6 separate regions of the Mus musculus genome follow, and regions 1, 2, 4, 5 and 6 are each linked to region 3. The links are chromatin contacts, called in public HiChIP or PLAC-seq and promoter capture Hi-C maps. All regions are on one chromosome and are shown on one strand. Each heading gives the region's core, a stretch centred on a gene start, on an enhancer-like site or on the middle of the called end of the contact. The rest is flanking DNA. Distances are from core to core; before and after follow the strand shown.

Region 1 (4,540 bases), core at 685-3,184, 210 kb after region 3:
AGGTGAGGGATAAAAGGGACAGAAGAGGAGAGGAAGGGGTGGAGAGGCTGAGAAGAGGCAGGACGATCAGGAGGTCAAGGTCATTCGAAGCTCCATGAGATCCTGCTTCAGAAAAAGCCCAGACCACCAAGTAACCAAAGACACAGCGCTCTCTGCAATTATACTCTCTTCTCCAAGCTGCTTGCTTTAAGGTAAGGACTTATTATGTAGCTCAGGCTGGGAACCAAGCTTCCTGCCTCAGGCTTGAAAATGATGAAGCGTTGTGTATATCACCAACCGCAGATCTGTAACAGTCTGCAAACTTTCTCCAAACCACAACCATGCTCTCCATTTTATTTTATATATTTATTATATATATTTATTTATTTATTTATTTATTTACTATTATATACAGGGTTTCACTATGTAGCCCTGGCTGGCCCATTGATTAGGCTGACCCTCAACTCAGATTTACCTGTTTCTGCCTCTTGGTGCTGGAATTAAACGCACGCACCATTATGTCCAGGCCGTGTGAGGGTCTGTGCATATTGAGTGCCTGTACCCACAGAGGCCAGAGGTGTCAGGTCTCCTGGCACTGGAACCTAAAGGCAATTGTGAGCCAGCTGGCGTGGGTTCTGGAAACCGAACTCAGCTCTCTCTGCGAGAGCAGTATGTGTTCTTAGTCACCAAGCTGTCTTTCCAGCCCCTCCTTTCTTTTAAGCCTTCTCCTCCTCTCTGCCCCAGGCTAGACTCAACACTCCTATATGGTCCAGACTGGTCTCAAACTTGTGGCAACCCTGAGTGTCTTGTATGCTGAGGTGTCAGGCCTGCGCCACACATGGCTCAATCCTCCTTTGCTTCTGTGCATACTTAGCAACTTCTTTCTCTGACAGGTTTCACGTATCCCAGGCCGGCTTCAGACTTGCTATTGTAGCCCGGGCTGTGGCCTTGAACTGTCAATCATCGTGCCTCTCTACCTTCCAAACCCTGAAACTGAGGCATGTACCACCATGAATGTTTTATATGAAGAGGATTGAACCCCGGGATTCCTGTATGCTAGGCAAACATCCTATCACCCAGCTCTACCCCAGCCTCCTAACTTAGGATTAAAAACATATCTTCACCATATAGTCACCTATGAATGTACATTGGTTCTCATGTTTGGTCCATCAGCCAATAACCTCAGATGAAGATCACATTATTAAGCTAACCTTCTGAGCTGGGACCCAAGGATTTGAACTTTAACCATGTAGGTAATTCCCGAATTCTACTATCTATCTATCTATCTATCTATCTATCTATCTATCTAATTTTGTTATCGGAGACATGTCACATTGTAGCTCAGGCTGTCCCAGAACTCAATACATAGCCCAGGCTGGCCTTAAACTTGTGATCACTCCTCCACTGCCTGCTGAGTCCTGGTATTATTACAGGCATGGGACACTGCACCCAGCTTCCTTCTACAGTTAACTTATTTGCATGTTTAGTTTCGGTCCATCTGAACTTTAATTCGGTGAATCACATATAGAGTGACTTCCTCATATTAATAACCACTTGCTCCAAGTCCCTATATTGAAAATATCTAGTTTTCTAATCTCATGGACACATTCCTTTTGCACGGAAGGTTCGGAGGGGAAGTCATGAGGCGCCCCTTATTTCCGCTGCCCTTGAGACCTGGGTACCTCAATATTCTCCTCCACTACTTGGGAGGGGTGAACTGGATGAAGGCCTGGTCACGGTAGCGCCAGCTGCCGCCCTCAGTGGGGTTGCTGGTACAAAGTTGCACCTCCTGAGAACAACCCCAGTTCTAGGGAGCCCCCGAGCCCTGAGTTACCTCGCAGGGGCCCACGAAGAGGATCTTAGCCTTCAGCATCGCTGTCCGTTAACACGAACCCGCGGAAGCCCACCACCAAAGCGCGCTAAGCTCCCCGCCGCGTCCGCCAGTCTGGGCCGCATGCTCTGATTGGCTGGTCAGTTTCCACGGCGACCGGGAACAGCTGCGCAGTAGCCCAGGAAACCCTGACAGTTCCGGGAGCCTGGAAAAGTGGCCTACGATGGAAGCTGAGGAGGACCAAAAGAGAAAAGGCAAAGCTGGTCCTGCTAACTGCAACCTGAGCGTTCTGGAAGGGGTACAAGAGCCAGGCTCCAACCTGCTTTATTTCTCCCGGTCTTCCTGAACGCTCCATAGATTAAGGGAGCTGCTAAACTTGCCTGGAAAACAGTACTGTGATTTTGGTTTTCTTTTATTTCCGCGGTGGATGCTGGAGATTGAACTCAGGTGGTCATCAATCCTAGGAAAGCGCTCTGTCATTGACACCATATCCCCAGTCCAACTCGCATGTAGACCTGCTGGCCTCAAACTCAAAGATATCCACCTGCCTTTGCCCCCCCAACTTTAATACCATTGAAGGCATGTGTCACCACTCTCGACTCCCAACTTTTTTTTCAATTTAAAAGGTTATATCTATCAATCAATCATCATCTATCTGCGTGTATGTGTGTCCGCCATGATACATATGTGAAGATCAGAGGACAAGCCATAGGACTCAGTTTTCTTCTCCCACCACCATTTCAGGCTTGGTGGTTCCGGCCGTTACCTGATGAGTCACTTTGCAGCCCTGTCATTATTTATTTTGATGCTGAGATTGTTCTTGGCGGCGGAGAAGCTTCTCCAAACCAGTGTGTGTGTTCTTTTGACATTTCGGTCATTCTCTGAGTTTTTTCATATTAAAAACAAAAAAAAAAAAAAAAAAAAAAATCAAAACCTACGCGCGCGTGTGGACACACACACACACACACACATACACACACGTATACAAAAGTGCAGGTGGTTGTGGAAGCCAGAAGGAAGTGCCCTGGAGCTAGAGTTATGGAAGTTCAGTTGCCCAAAATGGATGCTGGAAACCAAAGTCGGGGCTCCTCTGAGAGCAGTCAGTGCTTTAAACTCCGAGCCATCTCCCCAGCCCCGGCTTTCATACTTTTAAGCACCATTATATTAATCGCGGGTGGTTAATTTTATTGCTCTTGTTCCAGAGTGGCAATGTATTACATACATTCTTTCGCATGCATTGAAAAAAAAAATTTAGGGCTGGTGAGATGGCTCAGTGGGTAAGAGCACCCGACTGCTTTTCCGAAGGTCCAGAGTTCAAATCCCAGCAACCACATGGTGGCTCACAACCATCCGTAACAAGATCTGACTCCCTCTTCTGGAGTGTCTGAAGACAGCTATAGTGTACTTACATATAATAAATAAATAAATAAAAAAGAAAAAAGAAAAAAAATTTAAAAGTTTCAAAAGACAAGAGACCCCCTCAGGAAAATTATTTCTTTACAACAACCTGGAAAATTTGAAGGGAACTTTGTGTTCCTGCCTCTGACTTTCGGCATGAAACACACTTAGGTCCCCGGCCCGAGCTGTAGGAGAAGTTGGTGTCAGGTCATTGGGCAGCATATATTCAGAGATGGGACTGCTTGCCCTTTCGCACCTCAAGTTTCCTTTTCAGATGAGAGAGAAACTACACAGTGTGTTTCCCCTTACCAGGTAAATTCCTATAGAGTAGTGTGCATATATGCATGTGCGTGTCTCTCTGTGATCCTGTGGAGGACAGAGGTTGGCTTTGTATATTTCCCTATCAATTTCTACCCTTCTCCTCCTCCTCTTCCTCCTCCTTCCCCTCCTCTCCCTCCTCCTCCTCCTAAGTCTCTTATTGAACTTGGAGCTCACTGTTTCAGCTAGATTGCCAGCTCCCTGGCATCCCCTTGCCTCTTCCCCCTCCAGTGCCGCCACTAGGCTTTTATGTGGGTGCCAGGGATTAGAACTCAAATCCTCATGCTTGTACAGGAAATCTCTACAATCTCTAGAGTCATGTTTTCATCTGTGCCTAAGCTAGTACTCGGAGATAAAGTGTGTGGTTTGACTTTAAGGAACAGAAAAGAAACTAACAATGGAAGGAGGCTGTGTCCAACTTGATAGCAGTAAGGAAGCTGGACCACAGGCTTTGTCCAATACCCCAGCTTCCTCCCTCTCCCCCTTCTTTCTGTTTGTGTGTGTTCATGTACGTGTGTACATATGCTTGTGTATGTGTGTGCCCATGACGATACATATACATGTACGTTTGCACACATGCATATATACAGTGCACAGAGCCAGGGTAGATTTCTGGTGTCTTCTATTGCTTTCTGCCCTATTTTTCAAGATCTTTTATTTTATTTGTATGGGTCTGTCTGTGCATCATTTGCATGCAGTATCCGAGCAGACCAGAAGAGGGCGGCAGATTTCCCCCTGGAAGTGAAATTACAGCTAGTTTGTGAACTGCCTGTCATTCGGTCGTGCTGGGAATCAAATCCTGGTCCTCTGGAAGAACAGCCAGTGTGTTTAACTCTTGTGTGATCTCTCGATTCCTTTCACCTTAAGTCTCTTACTGAACAGGGAGCTATTTCTGCTATTTCTGCTACCTTGCCTGATCAGCAAGCTCCTCTTCCTGTCACTTCCTCCCCAGTCCTGAGACAAAGGATGCTTGCCACTGCCTGGCTTTTACATGGGCACTAGGATAGAACTCAA
Region 2 (4,556 bases), core at 1,240-3,739, 150 kb before region 3:
TATAATAGCAAAAAATATTTATTTATTTTTTTCTATTTATGATTGTGTGTGTGTGTGTGTTTGTGTGTGTGTGTGTGTATGTGTGTGTGTGTGTATGTGTGTGTGTGTGTATGTGTATGTGTGTGTGTGTGTGTGTATGTGTGTGTGTGTGTGTGTGTGTGTGTGTGTGTGTGTGTGTGCATGGGAGAGTATATGTTTGAATACAGTTATCTACAGAGGTCAGAAGTGGGGAGCCAGATTCTCCAAAGCTGGGGTGACAGGTGATTCTGACCCTGCCTTACTTACATACCTACTGGGAACTGAACTCAGGATGGCCTCTGGCCTCCACATGCATGTGGGCATGTGCGTTCACTATCTTGACAAAAGTTTCTGGATCAGTGGTGAGGTGGAGCATCTCAGAGCGACAGGATAGAGGAAGCTGTTGCTTACTTTATGGGTCCGTGGGAGGAAGGGGTAAAATGTTGGGGTTGTCTTTGTGTGCATGGCCCGGATACCTCAAAGATCTCCCGCTAAACCTCAATTTGTGTATTAGTTACCAAATCCCCGATGTAAACCACCGAAGGGAAAAGTACTTATTTGAGTTCACTGTTTCAGAGGGCTCAGAGCATCGCCACAGGATGGTGTGGAACAGGAGACTAGGAAACCAAGGAAGAGAGACAGACATCTCCTGGGACAATGATCCGCCCCAGTGACCTACTTCTACTTAAGTTCTTCCATCCCTTCCCCCTCCCTTTCACTATGTACTCCAGACTTGTCTGGAACTCACAATCCTCCTGCCTCCACCTCCCAAGACAGCATATGTGCCACACACCTGGTGTTCATGCCTTTTCTTTCTGAGTTGAGCATGGTAGTCCACAGTGTGACTATTCTATGATTTCCTGGTGGTACCCTCCCCCACCCACCAACCCACACCACGGTTGAACCAAGGGTCTGGAGCAGGCTATACAATCACTGCACACCCAGCTCTCATTGCAGAGTGGCCATAACCCAACTTGGGTTGCTGCCATTTTTTTTTAAACTAGAGCCGTAATTAACCAGAGGGCAACAGACATCTGTGGAAATGCGTGCCTGAACAGAGAAGAGGGTGGGTAGGAGGCTGTGGGGAACGGGATTATTTAACAAGGTGCACATATGTATCTGAGTGAACATATGTGCACCATATCCATGCAGGAGTCCTTAGAGGTCAGAGGAGGGCTACAGATCCACTGGAACTGAAGTTACAGATGGCCATGAGCCAACTCATACAGGTGTGGTGGAGCAAACCAGGGTCCTCCACAGAGCACTACCCGCTCTTACTTGGTCCTCCACAGAGCAGTACTCGCTCTTACTTGGTCCTCCACAGAGCAGTACCCGCTCTTACTTGGTCCTCCACAGAGCAGTACCCGCTCTTACTTGGTCCTCCAAGGAGCACTACCCGCTCTTACTTGGTCCTCCACAGAGCACTACCCGCTCTTACTTGGTCCTCCACAGAGCACTACCTGCTCTTACTTGGTCCTCCACAGAGCAGTACCCGCTCTTACTTGGTCCTCCACAGAGCAGTACCTGTTCTTACTTGGTCCTCCACAGAGCACTACCCACTCTTACTTGCTCAGCTGTCTCCCAACCAATTCAGAATCACGCTAGACGGACTGGGGCTATTCAGCTCAGTGGTAAAGTGCTTGCAAGCATTCCGGATGCCCCAGGGTTTGATCCCCAGTGCTACCCAAATTTTTTTTTTAAAAAATCAAATCATCTTCTGTTTTTCTTTTGAAAACTGTGTTCTTGTACACTTTGTATGTGGTTGATGGTCTATCTGCTGAGGAGTGTACTTTGTAGATCTTCCACTGTACTCTTGTCTCTTCCTCCTCCCACACATCTCTCCCTCTCCCAAAGACAACCCCCCAAATCTTGTATGTGTCCTTTTTAATTATTTTGTGTGTGTGTGCATGCGTGTATGCGTGTATGTGTGTTCGTAACACACCGCCCCTCCCCACCCCCACTTCCTCCCTCCCCATCCCCTCACCTCCAACTCCAACTCTCACTTCTTCACTTCCTACCTTATTTTTCCAGACAAGGTCTCTCACTGATCTGGAGTTCCCACATTGGTGAGGCGAGCTACCCAGTGAGCCCCTGGGACCTGCCTGTCTGTCTCCCCAGCCCTGGTTGTTACAGGCCTCGCACTGTCTTGCCTATGGGCTCTGAGAGACTTGAACCCTCCCGCCATTGCCTTCCACACTAAAGCAGCATTTTTGTCCCGGTGGCTAGCTGTCTTCCCTTCCTGGGACCCAGTCCAGTTCTTCTGATAGTGAAAAGACTTAGGTTAAATTCTGCGTTATTCCCCGTGGAGTCACAGTCTGAGTCCCACAGCTGTGGACAGAGGGTCGAGGGGACTTGAAGCAAAGCTGAAAGGCTGACAGGGCTTTGTTCTGGTCCTTTGTCTACAGGAGGCAGGGGAGGAAGGCGGAGTCCTTGGAAAGGATGGAGTCATGGGGGACAGGAAGGCCAAGGGTGGGGCTCTCCCACCTGGCCCCTAGTAGGCCTGCCCTAGCTTCCTGTTCCCTCCCTTTCTACAGCACTGATGTCCGGGTAGCGGGGAGAAGAGAGGGAGGCTGCGCAGCTCAAAGGTGAAATTGTTCTGTTTTCATTCCTGGCAGGGCAGAAAGCCAGTGCACCGCGTTGGGGCCAGGATCCACGGCTCACAGCTTCCACCCCCCACCCCACCCCCCCGGCTCTGGATCCGGTTCTGCTCCCAGCCTGCTGACGTCTATGTTGCTGCTCAGTCTCCTTTGGCTCCTCAGAGCCTCCCCTGGGGAAGCAGGTGAGGGGGGAGCTGCAGTGAGAGAGGGGCTGGTGAGACCCTCGGGACTCCTGATCAAGGATGGGCGGGGTGGGGCGGGGCGGGGTTGGCTGTGAGGCCTGCAGAGCAGGAAGAGGGGTCTCTCCCATCTCTGGCTGTCGAGGCTAGAAGGGGAGGAGAGAAGCCGCAGGCTTCTGATGCCTACACCTGCATCCTGGGGGCAGCAGCTGGCTGACAATGCTGCTTGGACTCTGCTTGCTGTCTGTCTCCCCTCTCTGCAGCTGCCAGCACTCCTCAGTCTACCCTCAACTCCCGAGCCCCTTTCAGGGGGAATTCTTCCTCCTTGTCCTGACACCTTTGCTCTTTTTATCGTCATTCACCACCACCACCATCACCACCACCACCACCACCACCACCACCACCACCACCACCATCACCATCACCACCATCACCACCACCACCACCACCACCACCATCATCACCATCACCACCATCACCACCACCACCATCATCACCATCACATCATCATCACCATCACCATCACCATCACCATCATCATCATCATCATCACTACTGCCACCTTCTCCTTCCTCACCTTCCTATCCCTGCTTCTGTTTCTCTCTTTCCTGCCCTCTCCTCCTCCTCTCTCTCTTTCCTCTTTCCTCTCTCCCCCTTTCTCTCCTCTCCACTCTGCCTTTTGCTGCTCACCTCGCCTTGGGGAACCTCAAAGCCTGCCTTGCTTTTCTCCCAGGATCTCCCAGGCTGGAGAGGCACAGTGGTTATCAGGGCATGGTGCTTACCCAGTGTGCAGGAGAGGCTCCCGGCTGGAGCACCAGCATCCCCTTCCCCAAAGGGAGGGGTAAACGAGCAAAGGGAGAAAAAAAAATAGCGCTGCCCCAAGACTATAAAGTGTGGGGCTCACACCTAAGGACCCCCAGTTCCTTTTTCCTCCCTCCTTTCTGACCTTTAGTGTTTGTTTCTGCTACAGCCCAACTGCAGAGCACTCCAGCGTCCCCTGCAGGCGACAGCTTTAGCAGACAGGGACCCAGCTGGGGAATCTTCATGCACCCTGCTTCCCCAGCGGCTGGGATGAGAGGTGACATCCCAGCTCATAGGAAAGGCATGCCTGAGTCCCTACACAGATGCTAAAGCCAGGTTACAAGAGATGGGGATGCTTCACGCTCACTCCCACTGTGGCTGTCTGATCCTTAGTGCTGTTATATGTAACACATGTGTTGTGTGTAATGAATGAAAGGGCCCAAGCTAGGAGTATTGTACATACCAGTAATTCTAGCACTCATGAGGCAGAGGTATGATGGCTGAGGGCACCTAAGCTGTGACTGACAGTTTTGCCAGGGAGAGATAAGTCTGTGTATTTGGAGGTATGGAGAGGACGCTTGCTGGACCAGTGTGATGACTCAGCACATAGAGATGTTGCTGACAAATCTGATCATCCGTGTTCCATCTCCAAGAGGAGAGAAAAGATGCTCAAGGTTGTCCTCTGGCTTCCACATTGCATTGTGGGTTCACGTTCCCTTCCTTACATATGTAATAAAATAAAATAAAATAAAATAAAACAAGCCAGGACAGAACCACTGTATAAAATGTGTATCCCCCACCGTGCATCACAGACCACAGAGGCCAGAGAGCACAATGGAGCTGAGGTTACAGGCAGCCTTAAGCTGCCTGACATGGATGCTGGGAGCCAAAGTCACCATGTTAGGAAGGGCAGCAAGCTCTCTGCTCAGACATCTCTTTCTGGATGCTTCCTCTTCTTCCA
Region 3 (4,267 bases), core at 1,283-3,782:
AGGGGGCTGAGAGGAGAAGGGCGGGTGGGAATGGGGGAGGGGAGGGAGAGGGAAAGGGGGGAAAGGAGAAGGGGATAAAGAAGGAAACGCTAGAAGCCAGGTGATGGTGAGTGCCTTTAGTCCCAGCACTTGGAAGGCAGAGGCAGGTGGATCTCTGTGAGTTCCAGGCCAGCCTGGTTGACAGAGTGAATTCTAGAGCAGCCAGGACTACATAGAGAAGCCCTGCTTAGAAAAAAAGAAAAATGAGGCGGCGGAGGGGGCGGGTGGGGGGGACAGCAAGTCTGAGGTTCTCCTGTTCTGGGTATAGCCCCCCTCTGTCTGAGCAGCACCAGGCAGGCCCACCCAAGGGGCTTCTTAGGGACACCCCCTTCTTTATTTGTAAATGAGATTGTTGGGAGTGCTGTGGTAGTCAAGCTGACACGGTAAAACTATGGCTCACAAGGCTTGCACAAGGGATTAAAATGTACTTTATAGCACAAGGGTCTGCTATGGCCCCTGAAAATCACAGGCAGGCTGGGAGAGCAGGCTGCACTGGATCTTTTTGGTTTTTGGTTTTGGTTTTGGGTTTTTTTTTTGTTTGGTTGGTTTTTTGGTTTTTTTTTTTTTTTTTTTTTTTTTGGTTTTGGTTTTGGTTTTGGTTTTTGGTTTTTCCAAACAGGGTTTCTCTGTGTAGCCCTGGCTGTCCTGGAACTCACTCTGTAGATCAGGCTGGCCTCGAACTCAGAAATTCGCCTGCCTCTGCCTCCTGAGTGCTGGGATTAAAGGCGTGTGCGACCACGCCCGGCTGGATCTTATTTTTTAAGCCTCAAGCCTGGTCCATTGCTATCTTAACACGTTTTAAACGTTTAACTTGATTATGAACATGTGTGTGGGGGGGGGGCACACAAGCTCCATGGGCTGGATGTGGAGTTTGGGAACAGCTTGTGGAGTCAATCCCCTCCTGCCAGGTGGGTTCTGGGAACTGACGCTGGTCCTCAGGTTTGGTGGCAGGCACCGTTATTCGCTGAGCCATCTTGCCATCAGAGCTATTTTAATGCTGTTATTTGGAATCTCTCAAGTCGGCAACCTTCACAGCAAAGGAATTCACTCTGCTGGAATTCCTGCTTTTCCGCTGGCAAGAGGTGTTACCAGGCTTGAGAGCGAGGGACTCTGGTGTCCCCTGTTCCAAAGCCCACATCCTTTTCTGTTTGTTGAAACAAGGTCTCACATGTCTCAGGCTGGCTGGAACTCGCTATATGTTGAAGATGACCTCAAACTCCAGATCTTCCAGCCTCTGCCTCCCAAGTGCTGGGGTTATGCCTAGTTTATTAGGTGCTGTGGGTGTAATCCAGGGCCTCGGGCATACCAGGCGAGCTTTCTACCACTGTAAGCCATTGAGCCATATGGGGGTGAGTCCACCCCAGTGCAACCTTAATCTCTCTTGTCTTTCTGTGCTGTCTGGTTTTTCCAGGCCTTCCCCTTGGAATTGTACTTTTTTTTCTAGGCTAAAAAAAAAAAAAAAAAAAAAAAAATTTCCAAAGATGGAGGTGGTGGTACACACCTGAAATACCAACACTCAAGAGGCTGGGGCAGAAGGATCTTGAAGCTAGCCTGGGCTAAATAACGAGACTTTGTCTAAATATATACATAAGAAAAAAAAAACACCCAAAGTACATTTTTTTTTCTGAATATGTTGCTTTTACACCAGCATGAAGCAAAAATTTGGGGGAGAGAATAAAAGGGTAGGGAGATCGACAAGGTGAACCATGTTAGGTCTGCTACCACCCCAATGACTTCCTGTCCTCATTTTGATTGACTACCTGGTTTGTGGCATCCAACAATGTTAGTCAATTCCTCCCTCTACAACGTCTGTTGTCTTCCACGGTTCACACGGTCCCCTGTGATTCTTTCAAGCTTCACAGGCCTTAAACTTGCCAAGTATCTGAGGCTAGCTAGCATGGAACCTCTGGTCTTCCTGCCTCCAGCTCCCAGCGCAGGGATTACAGCTGTGGCCCACCACCGAAGGCTGAGGATTTCGGATGTCATTTCTCTGTCCCTGCACACCTGTTGCTCTCAGAACGCTCTTGCCCCGGGAAAGCCCCCAAATGCTCCGAGACCTCCTCAAACACATCTCTAGACAGCCTCCTCCAGAAAGACTGCGCTAAGCTCTGGAAATGTTCTTATCTGGGGCTCACAGCTTCAACGGTTAGCAAAGGACCCACGAGGAGCCTCGCCCACTGGCCCAATCGCTCATCTGTCATTCCTTGCCACACATAAACATCCTGACCCGATAAACATGCTCAGAGAATAGATTCTGGGGCAGTGTCTTGTTTGCAACACACACACAAGCTGACAGCTTGAGCCTGGGGCTACCAGTCGCCCTAACCTGTAGCCCCCAGACCTTCCTGCTGGAGTCGGGTCTGGCCTTATTGCCCCGGCCAGAGGGGAGGGAGGGTTCCAGGGTGGAGTGGTGAGGAAGGCGGGGCTTGCGCCCCAGAGTAGTTGTCCCGGGCCGGGGACGGAAGTTGCACCACCACAGTACGATTACTTTCAGTTTTGTTTCTCTTGCAGGTAGTCAACTGCTGGCGGTAGCGGGATTTCGGGGCTCCCCGGTCCTGCTGGGAGAGTCCAGGATCAGCTGTGGCTGGGTAAGGAGAGCCCGGGAAGGCGGATGGGGTTAAGAGCCAGCACCCAGAAAGACTAGCCTGGGGGGAGGGGAGGGAGGAAAGGGGAAGTGAGAAAGCCCGGGAGAGGGAAAGGAAGGGAGGGGAGAGAGGGCAGAGGGGACCTGAGAAGCTTGGGAGGACAAGCTTGGAGCCAGGCCCTGTCCCTCAGCCTCCCACCTCCCACCTTGTGTCCTGAATCCTACACTCACTGAGTGTAGACAACCGCACCCCCACCCCCCACTCCGAGTTTGTTTGTTTTTTTTTCCTCCCAACACTGGGGAAAAAGAAAAGTGATCGCTCTCATTCTCTCTCTCAAGGCTAGATCTCTCTGTAGGGCAAGCTCAACCAGAACTCACTATTGTAGCCCCAGGCTGTCCTGAAACTCACTTTTAAACCCAGGCTAGCCTCAAATTTGTGGCAAGCTTCCTGTCTCGGGCTCCAGCTTTCTTTATTAAGTCGCCACCGTGCTGGGGACTTACAGTACCTTCCCTCCAGGGGATTCTAGAATGAGTTTGGTAGGAATGGTAAAATTAGAGGACTCCAGGAGTCAGGCCAGATCTACATGACCCCCAGGTCCAGGAAAAGGAAGGAGATGAACTTTTTCTCCCTGAGCCTTCATCTTGATCTGTTGTTATTTTCAAAGCTAGATGGGGCAGGAAGTAGGGCCCCTTCCACCCTCCCAGGACACCCTCCCAGACAGATGGATGGACAAAGACTGCGGGACCCTGTCCAACATCGAAAAGCACAGTGCTCGCATGCCCCTGACCTGTGTGTCCTTCCTGGCTGCCCCTTGAGTCCTAGCACCCACTGATAACAGGACCCATGGCAAGGTGAACGTGGTGGTGCTTGCCTGTGATGTGAGCACGCAGGAGACTGAGGCAGGAGGAGCACAAGCTTGGAGCTAGACCCAGGAGCAGGGCTGCCTAGCTCACAAGAAGCCCTAGGTTGCTTCTCCAGTGCTACATAAACTTCCCAGGGCTCCGGAAGTGGAGGCAGGAAGTTCAGAAGGTCAAGGTCATCCTGGGCTACTTGGCCAAGTTTGAGGCCAGCCTGGGCTACATGAGACGGGAAGGGCTTGGGCTACACCTACCTTTGGCCCTTGACCTGGTATGTTACTAATTAGAGTATTCTATCTCTGAGGCCTGGGGGCTACCTGGTCTCATCTTTCCCACAGGCTCAGCACTTCCTACAGCCGGTCGCATGTTTACGTTTGGTGAGTGTCTGTAAAGAGAACAAAGTGGAAGAAAAAAACCCTTCCCCTGGTATCTAGTGCCTCCCACAAGCCAGAACGTACCAAACATCCAGGTGAGTGTGGACACCAGGAAAGAGTAGGGGAGGGGCTAGGATGAAGTGTGTTTGTGGGGCGGGGGAAGACAGGACCAAGCTAGGGACTTGGCCCAGGTATCTCTGACTTCTGCCCCTTCCCTTATAGCATGAACTCCAAAGACTCCTCCCCAACTCTGCTGGAAGCTCTGAGCAGCGATTTCCTAGCCTGTAAAATCTGCCTGGAGCAGTTACACACACCCAAGACTCTGCCATGCCTACATACCTATTGCCAGGACTGTCTGGCACAACTGGACATCGGTGGTCAGGTCCGCTGCCCCGAGTGTCGGGAGATTGTG
Region 4 (4,435 bases), core at 764-3,263, 230 kb before region 3:
CTCTTCAGCCTGTTGAGCTGAGCCCAGACTCACTTTCCCTGCATCCACAACACGCCAGTTTGCCTCCAGCTCACTTCAGTCCCCCAGTTCCCAGACCCACCTCTCACCTCCTTCCCTCCAGGGCTCCATTTCTAGGTCGTCGTCCCCTCCCCCCCCCACCACCACATCTCCCAGTTTACACCTCCTTTAGGGCCTGAGGCCTTGGATAAACTAATTAACATTTCTAAAGCTTTAGTTTGTCACCTGTTAAGGAAACAAGAACTCTCCTTTTTTGCTGGGCAAAATAACAGTAAAATAATCGCAGTTGGCACAGGTGAAGGCAGGGGCTTGAGAATCATTCAGGTAGCGCAGGCGAGAAGGGGCATTTCCTATTGGCCCGTCTTTCCCTCCAGACACACTTCATGGGTGCTCTGCCCATTTGACTTCCTCCTCTCCAGGAGCCCAAAGTCTGTCCTCACCCCATTCCCACACTTTGATCAGCCCAGAACAGCACTGCCCAGCCTAGAGGGAGCTCCTTTGATTCCATCGCTTCAGGGAGAGATCTCCCCCACTCTTGTGTCCCACTCCCCAGATTCTCCTTTGATTCTAAGCAGCAAGGGAGGTTGTGGGGGAGCCAAATTCATTGAAAAGAGATTAGGGAGGCAGGAAAGGGGGTTATGAGTCCTGTGCAGCCCCAAGAGGGACTGTGGAGTTAGGGGCTCACAGATCTGAAGAGGCATTTGGAGAGGAATACAGAAGGAAAAAAAAAAAAAAAACCAGAAATCTGAGGCGGGCTAGGAGGCGGCCAGCTGGGGTGAATTAGGGCGACACAGGCCGGTGTTAGGCAGTTTCTGCGGGCTTGCATGGCTGGAAGAAAGCCTCAGCCTTGGGAAAAGTTGAGGTCTAAATGGCATGTAAAAGGTTGGGGTACAGCCTTGAGAAAAACAAGAAAAGAGTCTGCACGAGGTCAGTAGCCTGGCCAGCCATTTGGGAGTTGGAGAGTGGGGCTGCAGATGGGGCCATCCTGACTGGGGTGTGGAGTCCAGGTGTGAATGAACGCTAGGGAACCAGAGGTGGGGGTCGCTTTACGGCCTAGCTGGGGTCTGCCTCGCCTGCAAGTGCCCCTTCAGGAACTTTCCCCTGGAGTTTAGCCAGAGGTGGAGAGAGGATAAAAACTTTGGGGGATAGTTTTGAACATTAGGGTGGACAGGAAAAGGAAGGCTGTCATGGGCCTTTGGCATCAGGACTGAGAATTTAGAAGGCTGGGTAAGGGAAGGTCCCGGGTCTGAGCTCTCGACTCCATCTCTTTCCCAAACAAAAGAAAAACCCCACTCCCCGCCAGGCCGCCTCCTCCCCGCCCCCTCCCGTTCTAGTGCTATTGGTCCGAAGTGTTTAAGGGGTACCGGAGTTGGGATAGGGAGAGACCAGCTTTTGCACTCTGAGGCACAACTTTGGGGGACCCCAAGAACAGGGGGCACCCCAAGAAAACTCACCTTCTAAAGCAGTGGCGAGGGAAGCCCAGCACAGCAGCGCTCGGAGCTCCATGGCGCCGCCTCACTTTGGCTGAATGCGATCCGAGTTTGGGGGGCCCTGGCCCCCCCAGGTCTGACCCTCCCCTGGGCGGGTGCACACCGACTCTGCTGCTGGGACTTTCCGTCGAGGGCCTCTCAACGATGGCCCATGCGGGCGCGCCAGGCACCCGCGCTCAGGTGCGGCCCCCACGTCCCCGCCGCAGCGCGCGCGCGCGGGGAGGCCAGCCTTGAGGGGGGACGTCCTGGCAGTGGCCGTCGCTGGGCGGGCGGAGATCGGGACGTGGCTGAGAGTTAGGGGTCCCTTCGGGGCTTCGGGGGTCCCGCCCTGGCTGGCTGGGGTGGGCCGATTGCTCGCGGTCTCTCTCGCTCCCTGGAGTGGTTGGTGGATGTCGCGCCGCCGGGGTTAGTGCGCCGGTCGCGGTCAAGGAAGGTGGAAACCAAAGTGGGAACCGAGCAGGAGGGAGGGAAACAGGCTGGGCCAGGGCTGGGCCGAGTCGAGACTGAGTCGGGCGGCGCCTGGCCTAGGAGGGAGGGGCGCATAGGAGGCGGAGACAGTCCCATGTCAGAGTTTCCCCCCGCCCCATCTCCCAACACCCTGGAGCCCGGGTTTCTCTGGGAGGGGGGGGTGCACGGGGAGCTGATTGGCTCCTATGCTGCTGAATAATTCATGAGAGGGGGGGCCGCCCGAACTGAGCCTGTCGGGAAGTTAGGAGAAAGTTTGCAAGAGGGGGAGGGGCGGCATGTGTGGAACTTAGGGACTGTCCAGGGGTGCTGGGTGTCCCATGCCTACTACCCCTGATTGTGCATGTTGGGGCAGTAGCCCAGGAATCCTCAGGACTGACCTGAACCTACCAGGCCTCACAGATGTGTGCGTAAATGTGAATGCCCCCACACAAAGCCTGCTTTGACCTTGCAGCGGGACCTGAGATTCCACATCTGGATGCGCCCCCTGCCACCTAGTTGGAGCAGGGGATTGCATTTGGGAGGAGAAGGTTAAAACTTTGCATTTGGGTATGGAGAGCTTCCCAACAGACCTCCGTTCCTCAAGCAATAATCCCAGCTTGTCTATCTCCGGAGAGAGCGCTCACACAATCAGTGCGTGCTCGTTAAGTCCTGGAGATCCACTGAGCGCGCAGCCTAACGCTGGAGAAAGTGGTTTGAAACCCAAAGTATAGAAAATGTAAATAAAAGGCAGGCGTGTCAGAGAGGGTGAGGGATCTCCGTAACACCTCATTTCATTTTTTTAAAGGAGGGGGACACTTCCCCGCCGCCTGCAGCCTTGACCTCCAAGGCGGGGGTAGGGACCGTTGTGGCTCTTTCCTGAGGCTGTTTCCTGTCTGGCTCCTGGGGGCCCTCGGGATGGCTGGGAGGGCCCTTCCTCTCATTTGCTAGCACCCCCTCTCATCCATCAGTTTGAGGGGAGGGTCCAGGAAAGACGGCCTCCTATCTACATCAGGGCACTGTGAGTGTGGGGCACGGGATGGTTGGATGAGAGAGGTGCTGTTCCCGAAGTCGGTCCTTTAAGGGCTGCGGTAAGGAGACTTTAATTTAAGGTAATTAGTACAGGGTCTGGAAACTCTGAGGTAGGAGTCTGGGGCACCTGGGAGTCTGCCAAATACCCTAAGGGCGCACACACACACCCCAGCGGGCGCGGGAGACCGGTGATGACCTCTTGTCCGCCTGCGCGCACACACACACCAGCGGGCGCGGGAGACCCGTGATGGCCTTTTGTCCCCGTGCACTTATCTTCCTGGCGCAAGTAGTGCTCCCCACCCCCTGCCCTTCCTCACAGCCCTGCCTGGGTCCCGCTCCGGGGTGGGGGGTCAGCCAGGGCAGGAAACAGCCGGCTTGGCTGGAGCCAGGCTGACCGGCTAGATCTGGGAGTCCCCTCCTCCTTCCCCACGCAGACTCAGGCTCCCCTTCTCTTATCCACAGACACCCCCTTTTTTGCAGCTATCATTCTGCATCCGGGTCCCCCTGAATTTCTGAGTCGTGGCTTGTTCTCACCCTAGGAGCCACCATCAGCAGCCCACTTCAAGCCTTTGATTGCTTAAAAATTTTCACATTTAGTGGGATAAGCAATTCATTAGTATGCAGAGACGATTAACGCCTCAATAGAGGAGAGACAAGCAGCCTGGATGACAGAGGCAGGCGTGGAGGAGGGTTCGGTTGATGAGACCCAGCTGAAAAGATGAAAGAGCCCATCAGATTATTCCGAAAACCCAAAGACAGTGTATCAGTAAGAATGACTCCTGGGCTGGCCTCTCTGCTGCTATCAGTAGAGAATTTGGTAAACAGTTTCTCTAGCACCCAGAAAGCCCTGAGTTCCATCCCATTCCTACACAGATCCAGTGTGGTCATACTCCCACAACTTGGGAGGAAAGTGGAACCAGACTGGACTACATTGCAAGTCTTACACACACACACACACACACACACACACACACACACACACACACACACAGAGAGAGAGAGAGAGAGAGAGAGAGAGAGAGAGAGAGCGCGCACTGGTGAAAATCCCGTGATTTCCCTTTTCCATGCAAGTGACGCCCGAGATCTTTACTCCCCGGGTCAGGAAGCACCCTCCATTTATCCTGTGTGTGTGAGGTCATTCCTTCCACTCCCGGACCACCAGAAACTCCTGCTGCCAGCACTGAGTTGCTTAGCCTTCTGCTGCAGGTGAGAACTCCCATTAGCCCAAAATCAGTGTTTGTCCCAAAGACCCAACCAAATCTCAAACCTTTTTGTTTTTCTTCTTCTTCTCGGTGTTAGGGGACTTGGAGGAACTGGGACGTGGCTCTGTGGTAGAAGTGCCAGCTGCCAAAGCGGACAACTTGAGTTTGAATTTCAAGGTAAACATAGTGGAAGGAGAAAACCGATTTCCAGAAGTTGTCTGTCATCTGTGACCTCCACATGGACACTGT
Region 5 (4,166 bases), core at 169-2,668, 220 kb before region 3:
GCAGAGTACCCAGATTCCGTTCCCATCACCTACATGGTGGTTGACAATCATCCGTACCTATACTCCCATGGGATCCAGCACCCCTTCTAACCTTTATGGCCACTAGGCACGCACGTGGTACACATACATACATGAGACAAAATACTCACATTTAAAAAAAAAATCTAAAGAAAAAAAGCTTCCCATCTTCAGTTCCCTAATCTAATACAACCACAGTAGTAGAACGTGCACTCACAGAATGGTTATGCATATTTAATACAATACCGTGTGAGGGGAAAAATGAATATGTATGTATTGGACTAAAGAGTCAATATGTTAAGGCTTCGTATGTACTATAGCATCACTTAGTGTGCTTGAGGCTCTGTGTTTAATCTCGGGGTGGGTGGGGGCAGTGCTCTTTTAGGAAAATAAATATTTGCATCAGGCTGTGCTGTTACTTATCTGTAATCCCAACACATGGGAGGTATAGGCAGGAGGATCAGAAACACGAAGTCTTCTTCAGCTATGTATTGAAATGGGGCTAGCCCGGTCTACATAAAGAGCGCCCCCACCCATGCCCCCTGCGAGTATACACGGTTAGTTCATCTCTCAACTGCTCTCCTTGAAGGGATGTCTTTTTTAAGTCCCGTTTTATAGATGAGGAAGCGTCGTTGGTAAGACCTGTAAGGGTTGAAGTTGGAGTTTTGGGGTCACAGATAAAGGATTTTTTTTTTCTTTTTTCGAGACAGGGTTTCTCTGTAGCCCTGGCTGTCCTGGAACGCACTCTGTAGACCAGGCTGGCCTTGAACTCAGAAATCCGCCTGCTTCTGCCTCCCAAGTGCTGGGATTAAAGGCATGCGCCACCACTGCCCAGCTCACAGTTACAGGATCTTAGGCACAAAAGCAAGCAGGGTTACCTGCTTATTTACCCGGACCTGAGTCGGGATGGAGGATCACGGCTCCCTCCCGTGGCCGAAGAGAAGAGCGCAGCCTGCGAGCTGAAACTGGACGAGGAGGGGGTCTCCTCTGAATGTGAAAGGGACCAGGCTGGAAGCCCGAGGCACTCTGGGTCTCCCGAGAAGCTGAAATAGTACGACTCCGGCAGGCGCCGACCGACGTCGCTCTCAGTTCCCAGGTGTGTACCTGAGTCAGGTGCCGCGGTTCCGCCCACTCCACTTTTCCGCAGTCGCCACGCGCCCCTTTCAGATATTCCTGGGGGCGTCCTGGAGCTCGGAGTGCAGTCAGACCCTCACCATGGGCATCTGCTAGCATCCTGGCAACGGGGGGCTCTGAGGATCGTGACCCACTACCTTGCAAAAGACACCCGAGACGCACGTGGAACGGTTTGGCTTGCAAGGCAGCGTACGAGAGTGTGGGCGGGGCTTGAGTGTAGACCACACCTTTGAGGCGGGGCTTGAATCGGGACCAATGGGACGCCTTGCTGGGGAGGGCAGGCTCCGGGCCTGACATCCCGGTAGCCCGCTTGCTTTTTCCGGCTCCCTCGCCCCCTCGGTTTATAGCGGAGCCCCACAGGCGCGCTGGGATCACACCGGAGCAGCTTCATTCCTAGGTGGTGAGTGAGCACCCTGCGGCACCCAGATGCAGGGTGCACTTGGCCGGCTGGAGCCAGATGCCTGTCCCCCCCGCCCCCCCCCAGGCATCCAGTTACTGAAGCAAGTGGACAAGAGCGGGTGGGTGGGGGAGGAGGACCCTGGGGATCCTGTGTGGCTGATGCTAGGCTGCCTGCATTTGTGTTTGGACAATTGATGGCTCTGTTTGGATTGATAGAGTTTGGAGGGCTCATTGTAGAGATTAGAAAAATCTGGTCAGGATTGAGATGGGTTGAGGGACAGGGGTGATACAAGGTGGAGCTTTGAGAGCTTTGAAAGTTTCTTATTGCCCATGTGTGAGGTGCTGTATTGAGGGTACTCGACAGGAGCAGCATAGGACTTGGGAGGAGGTGTTTACTGGTAATAGCTAACTTCCCTTTGAGGAGATCTTCTTCCCCTCTTGTTGCCAATTAAGGCGAGACCTATTTGACAAGGGGATCTGTGTCCCTTTCGCAGACTCACTGCTACCCCTAGTTTCAGAGGCACGGAGGATGACACGGTCCCTAAGAACTGAAAGGGACCCTGATTATTTAAACACCAGGGTCCGAGAGTGGGGAAGTTGCTGGGACAGTTTTGAGTTTCTGTGCCCTGTGTGTGTGTGTGTGTGTGTGTGTGTGTGTGTGTATCCTTTGCAACTCTCCTTTTGAGGAAACTGAGTGTTTAATTAGGGTTTTGTTTAGGGAGAGAGGGTCTGTGGTATTGCTATCCAGCCACTAAAACCTCTTTTTACAGGTCTCCTAGCCCTTTTGTGGCTTCCTCTGCTGGCGTTCAGCAATGGCCAGCGAGAGCTCCCCTCTTTTGGCCTACCGGCTTCTGGGGGAAGAGGGGGCTGCCTTCCCTCCCAATGGAGCTGGAGTATCTGGAGTGCCATCATCCCGCAAGCTCTCCACCTTCCTGGGTGTGGTGGTGCCCACGGTTCTGTCCATGTTTAGCATAGTCGTGTTTCTGAGGATTGGTGAGTAGAGGAGGGAATTATTGGGAAGGGGCTAAGGCTAGGGATGGACCCTAGTACATGTGGTCAGATGGAGGGTAAGGCCCCTTGAGGCCTTGTGTGTGGCTCTGCTGTGGGACTGTGCTGGCCAGTGGGATGGGGGGAAGGGGGAGAGGTATATAAGCATCCCTTGTGACCTGCTTTTCTCCCCCTGTGCAGGGTTCGTGGTGGGCCACGCTGGGCTGTTGCAGGCCTTGGCGATGCTACTGGTTGCCTACATCATTCTGGCACTAACAGTCCTCTCAGTGTGTGCCATTGCCACCAATGGAGCTGTGAGAGGGGGCGGAGCCTACTGTATCCTCCAACCTAGATGGACTGGGGTCTGGGTATTTCTGTCCTCCAAGGTTCAGGAGGGGAAAGGGGCCAATATCTTCTGTCTGAAAATAGGCCAAATGTTAATGAATATAGCCAGTAAAGGTGACCAGCACTCTTATCTTCATGCCTGGTCTCCTAACACTGTTAGCAGTTAGCGTTTTTTAAGCACAGAGTGTGTATGTAGCTCAGGGGTAGAGTGCTTGCCTAGCATGCATGGGTTCGATCCCCAGTCCTTCTCCCCCTCTAACAACAACAACCACAAAAAATTGCTCACTGATAGTCATTGTACAGATGAGGAAAGTGATACCAGGCATGGAAATGCAGGCCTCTCACCCTGGGTACCTGGGAGATGGAGGCAGGAGGATGAAAATCCCAAGAGTACCCTGGGTTACAGAATGAATTTGAGACCAGCCTGGGCAAAATAAAAAAATAAAGAGAGGGACATGATGAACCATGCCTCTAATGCTGAGGAGTTCTGGGTCATCCAACCCATAGTGAGTTGGAAGCCACCAGGGCTACTTGAGACCTTGTATCAAAAACACACAAAGTGGTGGCTGGAGAGATGGGTCAGGGGTTAAGTGTACTGGCTGCTCTTCCAGAGGGCCCGGGTTTGATTCCCAGCACCCATGTGGCAGCTCACAACTGTCTATAACTCCAGTTCCAGATGCTCCGGTCACCCTCACACAGACACACATGCAAGCAAAACACCAATGTACATGAAATGAATTCTTTTTTTTTTTTTTAAAAATTAAAAAACAAACAAAATAAAGAGTAAAAAGAGAGCAAGGGAGGCGCTCAGGGTAGAGGGCTTGCCTGACAAATGGGCTCATGTATCCTAGCGGGGAAATGGGGAAAGCTGTGCATTCTTAGGATTTATGCAGAGATTAGGACATAGGCACAGCATTGCTGGCAGCTGAGCTGATGCTTACAGGAAACCTGGATGTGAGGCAGCTGGGAGGTTGGCTTAGGGCCCCTTCCTCTATTTCAGTTTCTTTTCCCTTAACGCTCAATCTCCTGCTTCCACTTTTAGTCATGATCAGCAGGACTCTGGGGCCGGAGGTTGGTGGCAGCATTGGCCTCATGTTCTACCTGGCTAACGTCTGTGGCTGTGCCGTATCCCTGCTGGGACTGGTGGAGTCTATACTGGACGTCTTCGGGGCTGGTCTGTGCTCTCCCCAAGCTGGTGGGGGGTGCTGGGCTTCTCAGAATCTGGGATTGTGGAGTCATGTCTCCCAAGATGCACATGGGCAACCCAGTGCTTGTCTCTGCCC
Region 6 (4,414 bases), core at 514-3,013, 180 kb after region 3:
CTCATTTGGGCTACATAGCTTGAGGCCAGCCTGAGCTGGGCTACATGCAACCCTGGGGCAGAAAAAGATGAACTAAGGACTGGAGAGATGGTTCAGTGGGCAAGAGTGCTTGCTTTGCAAACATGGGGCTCTTAGTTCAAATTCCCAGCATGGTGTAAAAAGCTAAGCATGGCTGTTTGCATGCCTGTAACCCCAGGACGGTCAGGGTGGTGGAGGGACAGGACTTCGTAAGGGATCCCACATGTACTGTAGTGACACCTTGTCTCAAGGCAGTAAGGTGGGACAGCCGAAGTCCTCTCCTTATTGGCATATGCAACTGCACACACGAGCACATACAACAAACATACCTACAGGAATTTAACAGAATGATGAACTAGGCTGTCCTGGTAGCTCTGGTTTGGGTCTGGAGGTGGGGCCTGGTTGGAGGAAGTCCATCACTTCGGACTTGTAAAGACTTCAAGCATCCCTGGTCCAGACTCGAGGAGGAGAGCAGCTTAGTTTGCTACCTGCTTCCTGACATGAATGACCTCTGCCTTGACCCAAAGCAGTCAGAGCCTGGGCCGACACCCGGGCTTGAATGCACTCTTCTAGGTGAAGACCTCGGACATTTTGTCAAAGTAACAAAAAGCTAACAAGGGCAGGTTTACTTTCTAAAATGTGTGCTGTGTGCTGTGTGTGAGCATGTGATTATGTTTGACTCTGCATGTTGTCACAGGACAACTTGGAGGCACCAGGGTCCCTCCCTCTGCCATGTGGTCCCAGGGGTCAGAGCCAGGCTCTCAGGCTTGGTGACAGGTGCCCTTACCCACCGATGCTTCTCATTAGCCCTTTCTGTGTGTGTGCATATGTGTACGTACCCACATTTGCAAATGCAGAGGGTCCTGCTCTATCACCTTCAGCCTTTTGCCCTGGAGACAGGCTCTCTCGCTGAATCTGGAGCTGGACTGGCACCTGACAAGCCCCAGAATTTGACTCTGCCTCCACAGCCCTGAGCTCACAGGGTTACAGTGTGGCCTTGACTGTTTTTTGGTTTTTGGTTTTTCGAGACAGGGTTTCTCTGTGTAGCCCTGGCTGTCCTGGAACTCACTTTGCAGACCAGGTTGGCCTCGAATTCAGAAATCCGCCTGCCTCTGCCTCCCAAGTGCTGGGATTAAAGGCGTGCGCCACCACACCGGGCTTTTTTTATTTTTTTATTTTTTGGCCTTGACTGTTTTATGTGGGCTCTGGAGATTTGAACTCGGATCCTCCTGCATCAAGCACTCTTACCCAGAGAACCATCTCTTCAGTCCCCCAGCATTTTAAAAGTAGGCATGAAGATTCACTGTACTCACCTGTGGCTTTGTATGGGAGCTTGGTGGTCACATAACAGGCACGGGCCCAACTCCCGTGGAGAATTTTGACTTTAGGACTCGTGAGATTTCCAGGACAAGGACATCCCAACCCAGCCTCTGTAGCGGTGAATCTCCTCCCAAATATGCCCCGGCAAAGAAAACACATAACAGTTCATGTGATTACAGCTGTGCGCCTAGACTGGGCAGATCTGCCGCTACACTACCATCTTGCACATCTATGAGACCCCTTAGAACTTGCGGTATCTCCAGGCCATGTGCTTCCGCTCCGATCTTCTCCTTCTTCCTCCTCCTCCTCTGCGTCCTCTCCCCCTTCCATTTTCTCCTTCTTCTCCCTCCCACCTTCTGCTCCACCTTCCCTTTTATCTGCCCAAGCATCAGCTCTCCTTTATTTTACAAATGAAGGTGGGAAACAGGTTTACTGGAAATCACCTGGGTGCTGACTCATTCCTTGTTCCAACCACTCACCAGAGAACAGAATTAACATCAAATATGATTAGCCCCAGGGCTATCCACAACATTTCCCCCTTTCTGTCCAATTAAAAGACTATTTTATCTTAGATATAATTGAATATAACTATCATTATTTTGTAATTTATAAAGTACAAGAGACCTAAACACCCAGTCCTTCATCTTTGTTAGTTAAACAGAACCTCTTATCATCTATCCTTACTTAAAAGCCTTATAATTCTACATCTGGCTGTGTCTTAGCTTTAGATAGGATGCCATCTGAAAACCATCCTCTCAGAACTGTCCTGGCTTGGCTAGGAGACTATGTAGGGTCTCAACCCCATCAGAAATCCAAGACTGACTGATATTAACTGAAAATATATAGAAAGCCTAAAACAGCTTCCAAAACGTAGCCAATCCACAGAGACTGCTGATCACCTGGACAGCCCCTTACTTCAGCAGTTGGAGCATCGGTCTTCAGCCTACTGGCCAGGGTCATCTGACAGACCTAGAGAAATAGGAATATTAAGGACTGGCCTACTCTGTCTCTGCAGAATCAAGCTGTCCTAACCTATAACTGTGTCCTTACTTTGGACAGCATTATGGCTGTAGATGAAATGATGAGGCAATTCTTGCCTAGTGGCTGTTTCGCCACAACTGGAGTAACTCAAAGATGCTCAGTTTCTTCTTTGAATCCCAGACAGACAGGGAAAGCTGTCAGGAACGAACTGGTCTCAACAACAAATGAATAAATAACATTAAATGTCACGTTGTGTGGACTTTGGACGTTTTCGAAAACCAACTATCTACGTAAAGTAATTTAGACTGTTCTCTGTTAACTACTCTCAGCCATTTCTAATTAAAATAACTGAGAACACCCTAACTATTGTTAAACTCAGAGCCATGAATTTCCTATTTGGCTCTAAACTCACAGGCTTAAACATCTCAGATCTGTTTATAATAACAGCAATATAATCACTGTAGTTTGCTCTTGAAACAAGAAAGTGTGTGCTTGACCCCAGCACCCTCCAGCTATTTATATCTCTCCCTGCTGTGTCTACATTGAGTGTATCTACTGAAATAAATCATAACTGAGAAACCACTTTTGTTTGAGTTTTGTGGGGGACTGAATACAAAGATAGAAAGGGTACTGGGGAAGGGGAAAGGAGCGCCTGAGCACACTGCACATGCACAGACACACATAGAAACACACACACAGCTGGGCGTGGTGGCGCACGCCTTTAATCCCAGCACTCGGGAGGCAGAGGCAGGCGGATTTCTGAGTTCGAGGCCAGCCTGGTCTACAAAGTGAGCTCCAGGACAGCCAGGGCTATACAGAGAAACCCTGTCTCAAAAAATCAAAGAAACACACACACACATTCAATTGCTTGCTGAACTCAAAACTATTGTTCTGGGACAGGAGAGATGGCTCAGTTGGTAACAGCACTTGTTGCTCTTACACAGGACCCAGGCTTGGTTGCCTGCGCCTGCGTGATGCCTCACAACCACCCATAATTACAACTCCAGGGACTCTAGCGCCCTCTTGTGGCCTCCACGGGTACTAGGCAAGCCTGCAGTGTTACATGCATGCATGTAGGCAAAACACTCACACACACAAAATAAAACCAATCTCTTTTTTTAAAAACCCACATAAAACGTATAGTCCCAGCGAAGACAAATGACAAATGTACTCCTCAAATGGCACAGACCCACGGGATAGTTCTGAAGGCACCAGCGGGCTTCAGGGAACTTGGTAAGATGACAGAGAAAGGCATTTGTTTTCTGGGAAAAGCTTAAAGCTGAGTGGCTGATGCATAATTGTCTCACAATTTCACGGAAGCCTGAAAAGGGAGGCCCAATGGCCAATGTTATATTTGGTTTCTGTCACGGGGCTAGTTCTAGAAGAGACAGAAAGACAGGACAGTCAGGGCATTGTGGCCCTGTGCGGAGGTCTGTGAAGTCTCCAGTCCTGAGACAGAGTCATGTCACATGACCTCCTGACATTGTTGTATGATGCATTAAACCCCAAAATCTCATTTGAAACTAAGTTCATCAAGGGTCATTACTGAGAACAGGATTTCTTTCTTTTTTAAACAAAATGGCTCCAAGAACCCTAGCTTACATAAGACATCCTTAGGCTCTTGTCTGTCCTGGGCTTCTTGTGCAATTCCTGACACTACTTTTTGTTTAGTTATTATTAACATTTCGGGTTTTCAAGACAGGGTTTCTCTGTGTAGCCCTGGCTGTCCTGGAACTCACTCTGTAGACCAGGCTGGCCTTGAACTCAGAATTTCACCTGCCTCTGCCTCCCAAGTGGGTTTTTTCTTTTGTTGTTGTTTTCATTATATTATCTTTCAACCTCTTTTAAAATCTACTATCTTGTCCCTGTGGACGACTGGCCATAAATAACAGCTCTCTAAGATTTTTTTCAGCCTCAGAGTGACTCTCATTAGCTCCAACTTAACCGCCTCTTTTTCATGGTGTGAATTTTGAAAACAGTAAATGGGAAAGCAATTGTATTAGAAACCAAAGCAAATTACACAGTAAAATAATAAGGTATTGGAGCAGGTTCAAGTAGATTCAAGGGAAGTAGCCAAGTTGAACAGGAATTTAAC

Evidence for each region. HiChIP or PLAC-seq counts read pairs in DNA pulled down with a chosen protein or histone mark. Capture Hi-C pulls out chosen DNA fragments and counts their contacts.
Region 1: a contact with region 3 is called in an H3K4me3 HiChIP or PLAC-seq map of embryonic stem cells, with 2.9 times the contacts expected there. The contact joins the promoter of Ift22 here to the promoter of Trim56 in region 3. A contact is called at or near these places in 3 of 39 promoter capture datasets (the 3T3-L1 cell line, cranial neural crest and macrophages), 15 of 484 Hi-C or Micro-C datasets (8-cell embryo, CD4 T cells, bone marrow-derived macrophages and 8 more), 10 of 115 datasets of contacts at active chromatin or transcription factors (the SCID.adh cell line, bone marrow-derived macrophages, effector CD8 T cells and 4 more) and 4 of 9 other capture datasets (adipose tissue, liver, macrophages and 1 more).
Region 2: a contact with region 3 is called in an H3K4me3 HiChIP or PLAC-seq map of pro-B cells, with 2.9 times the contacts expected there. The contact joins the enhancer-like site here to the promoter of Trim56 in region 3. A contact is called at or near these places in 2 of 39 promoter capture datasets (cranial neural crest and macrophages), 1 of 484 Hi-C or Micro-C datasets (bone marrow-derived macrophages), 19 of 115 datasets of contacts at active chromatin or transcription factors (the 230-238 cell line, the SCID.adh cell line, T-cell acute lymphoblastic leukemia and 14 more) and 3 of 9 other capture datasets (adipose tissue, liver and pancreatic islet).
Region 4: a promoter capture Hi-C map of liver shows a contact between it and region 3. The contact joins the promoter of Ephb4 here to the promoter of Trim56 in region 3. A contact is called at or near these places in 23 of 39 promoter capture datasets (the 3T3-L1 cell line, 3T3-L1-derived adipocytes, the C10 cell line and 15 more), 6 of 484 Hi-C or Micro-C datasets (B cells, bone marrow-derived macrophages, embryonic stem cells and 2 more), 13 of 115 datasets of contacts at active chromatin or transcription factors (T-cell acute lymphoblastic leukemia, bone marrow-derived macrophages, cardiomyocytes and 6 more) and 5 of 9 other capture datasets (adipose tissue, embryonic stem cells, liver and 2 more).
Region 5: a promoter capture Hi-C map of adipose tissue shows a contact between it and region 3. The contact joins the promoter of Slc12a9 here to the promoter of Trim56 in region 3. A contact is called at or near these places in 13 of 39 promoter capture datasets (3T3-L1-derived adipocytes, the C10 cell line, the HPC-7 cell line and 9 more), 1 of 15 datasets of contacts at CTCF or cohesin (large pre-B cells), 6 of 484 Hi-C or Micro-C datasets (CD4 T cells, the HPC-7 cell line, LSK cells and 3 more), 20 of 115 datasets of contacts at active chromatin or transcription factors (the 230-238 cell line, the SCID.adh cell line, bone marrow-derived macrophages and 12 more) and 5 of 9 other capture datasets (adipose tissue, embryonic stem cells, liver and 2 more).
Region 6: a contact with region 3 is called in an H3K27ac HiChIP or PLAC-seq map of embryonic stem cells, with 10 read pairs. The contact joins the enhancer-like site here to the promoter of Trim56 in region 3. A contact is called at or near these places in 18 of 39 promoter capture datasets (the 3T3-L1 cell line, 3T3-L1-derived adipocytes, the C10 cell line and 14 more), 41 of 484 Hi-C or Micro-C datasets (the AML12 cell line, the CH12 cell line, the G1E-ER4 cell line and 19 more), 23 of 115 datasets of contacts at active chromatin or transcription factors (the HPC-7 cell line, the NIH/3T3 cell line, acute myeloid leukemia and 13 more) and 6 of 9 other capture datasets (adipose tissue, embryonic stem cells, embryonic tail and 3 more).

The regions. Positions count from the first base shown.
Region 1 is chr5:136,905,544-136,910,083 of GRCm38.p6, reverse strand. It overlaps Ift22 (intraflagellar transport 22), which reads right to left and starts at 1,934. Exons shown (of 5, transcript NM_026073.3): 1 at 1,814-1,934. The coding sequence starts at 1,852.
Region 2 is chr5:137,266,729-137,271,284 of GRCm38.p6, reverse strand. No RefSeq gene overlaps it. Among named protein-coding and RNA genes, the nearest start is that of Ache, 19 kb to the left of the region's middle. Within about 2 kb of position 2,489, at least 48 of the 459 cell types and tissues checked have an H3K27ac peak or open chromatin away from gene starts, as enhancers often do. A contact at or near this core is called in adipose tissue, embryonic stem cells, intestinal crypt epithelium and 2 more, where this site is marked.
Region 3 is chr5:137,114,472-137,118,738 of GRCm38.p6, reverse strand. Trim56 (tripartite motif-containing 56) reads left to right here and starts at 2,532. Exons shown (of 3, transcript NM_201373.4): 1 at 2,532-2,627; 2 at 3,786-3,950; 3 at 4,078-4,267. The coding sequence starts at 4,079.
Region 4 is chr5:137,347,687-137,352,121 of GRCm38.p6, reverse strand. It overlaps Ephb4 (Eph receptor B4), which reads right to left and starts at 2,013. Exons shown (of 17, transcript NM_010144.6): 1 at 1,473-2,013. The coding sequence starts at 1,524. It overlaps Gm52791 (a long non-coding RNA gene), which reads left to right and starts at 2,070. Exons shown (of 3, transcript XR_003955817.1): 1 at 2,070-3,043; 2 at 4,056-4,190; 3 at 4,284-4,435.
Region 5 is chr5:137,330,834-137,334,999 of GRCm38.p6, reverse strand. It overlaps Slc12a9 (solute carrier family 12 (potassium/chloride transporters), member 9), which reads left to right and starts at 1,418. Exons shown (of 14, transcript NM_031406.3): 1 at 1,418-1,552; 2 at 2,322-2,544; 3 at 2,740-2,874; 4 at 3,926-4,057. The coding sequence starts at 2,364.
Region 6 is chr5:136,938,385-136,942,798 of GRCm38.p6, reverse strand. No RefSeq gene overlaps it. Among named protein-coding and RNA genes, the nearest start is that of 4933404O12Rik, 21 kb to the right of the region's middle. Within about 2 kb of position 1,763, at least 13 of the 459 cell types and tissues checked have an H3K27ac peak or open chromatin away from gene starts, as enhancers often do. A contact at or near this core is called in embryonic stem cells and nephron progenitors, where this site is marked.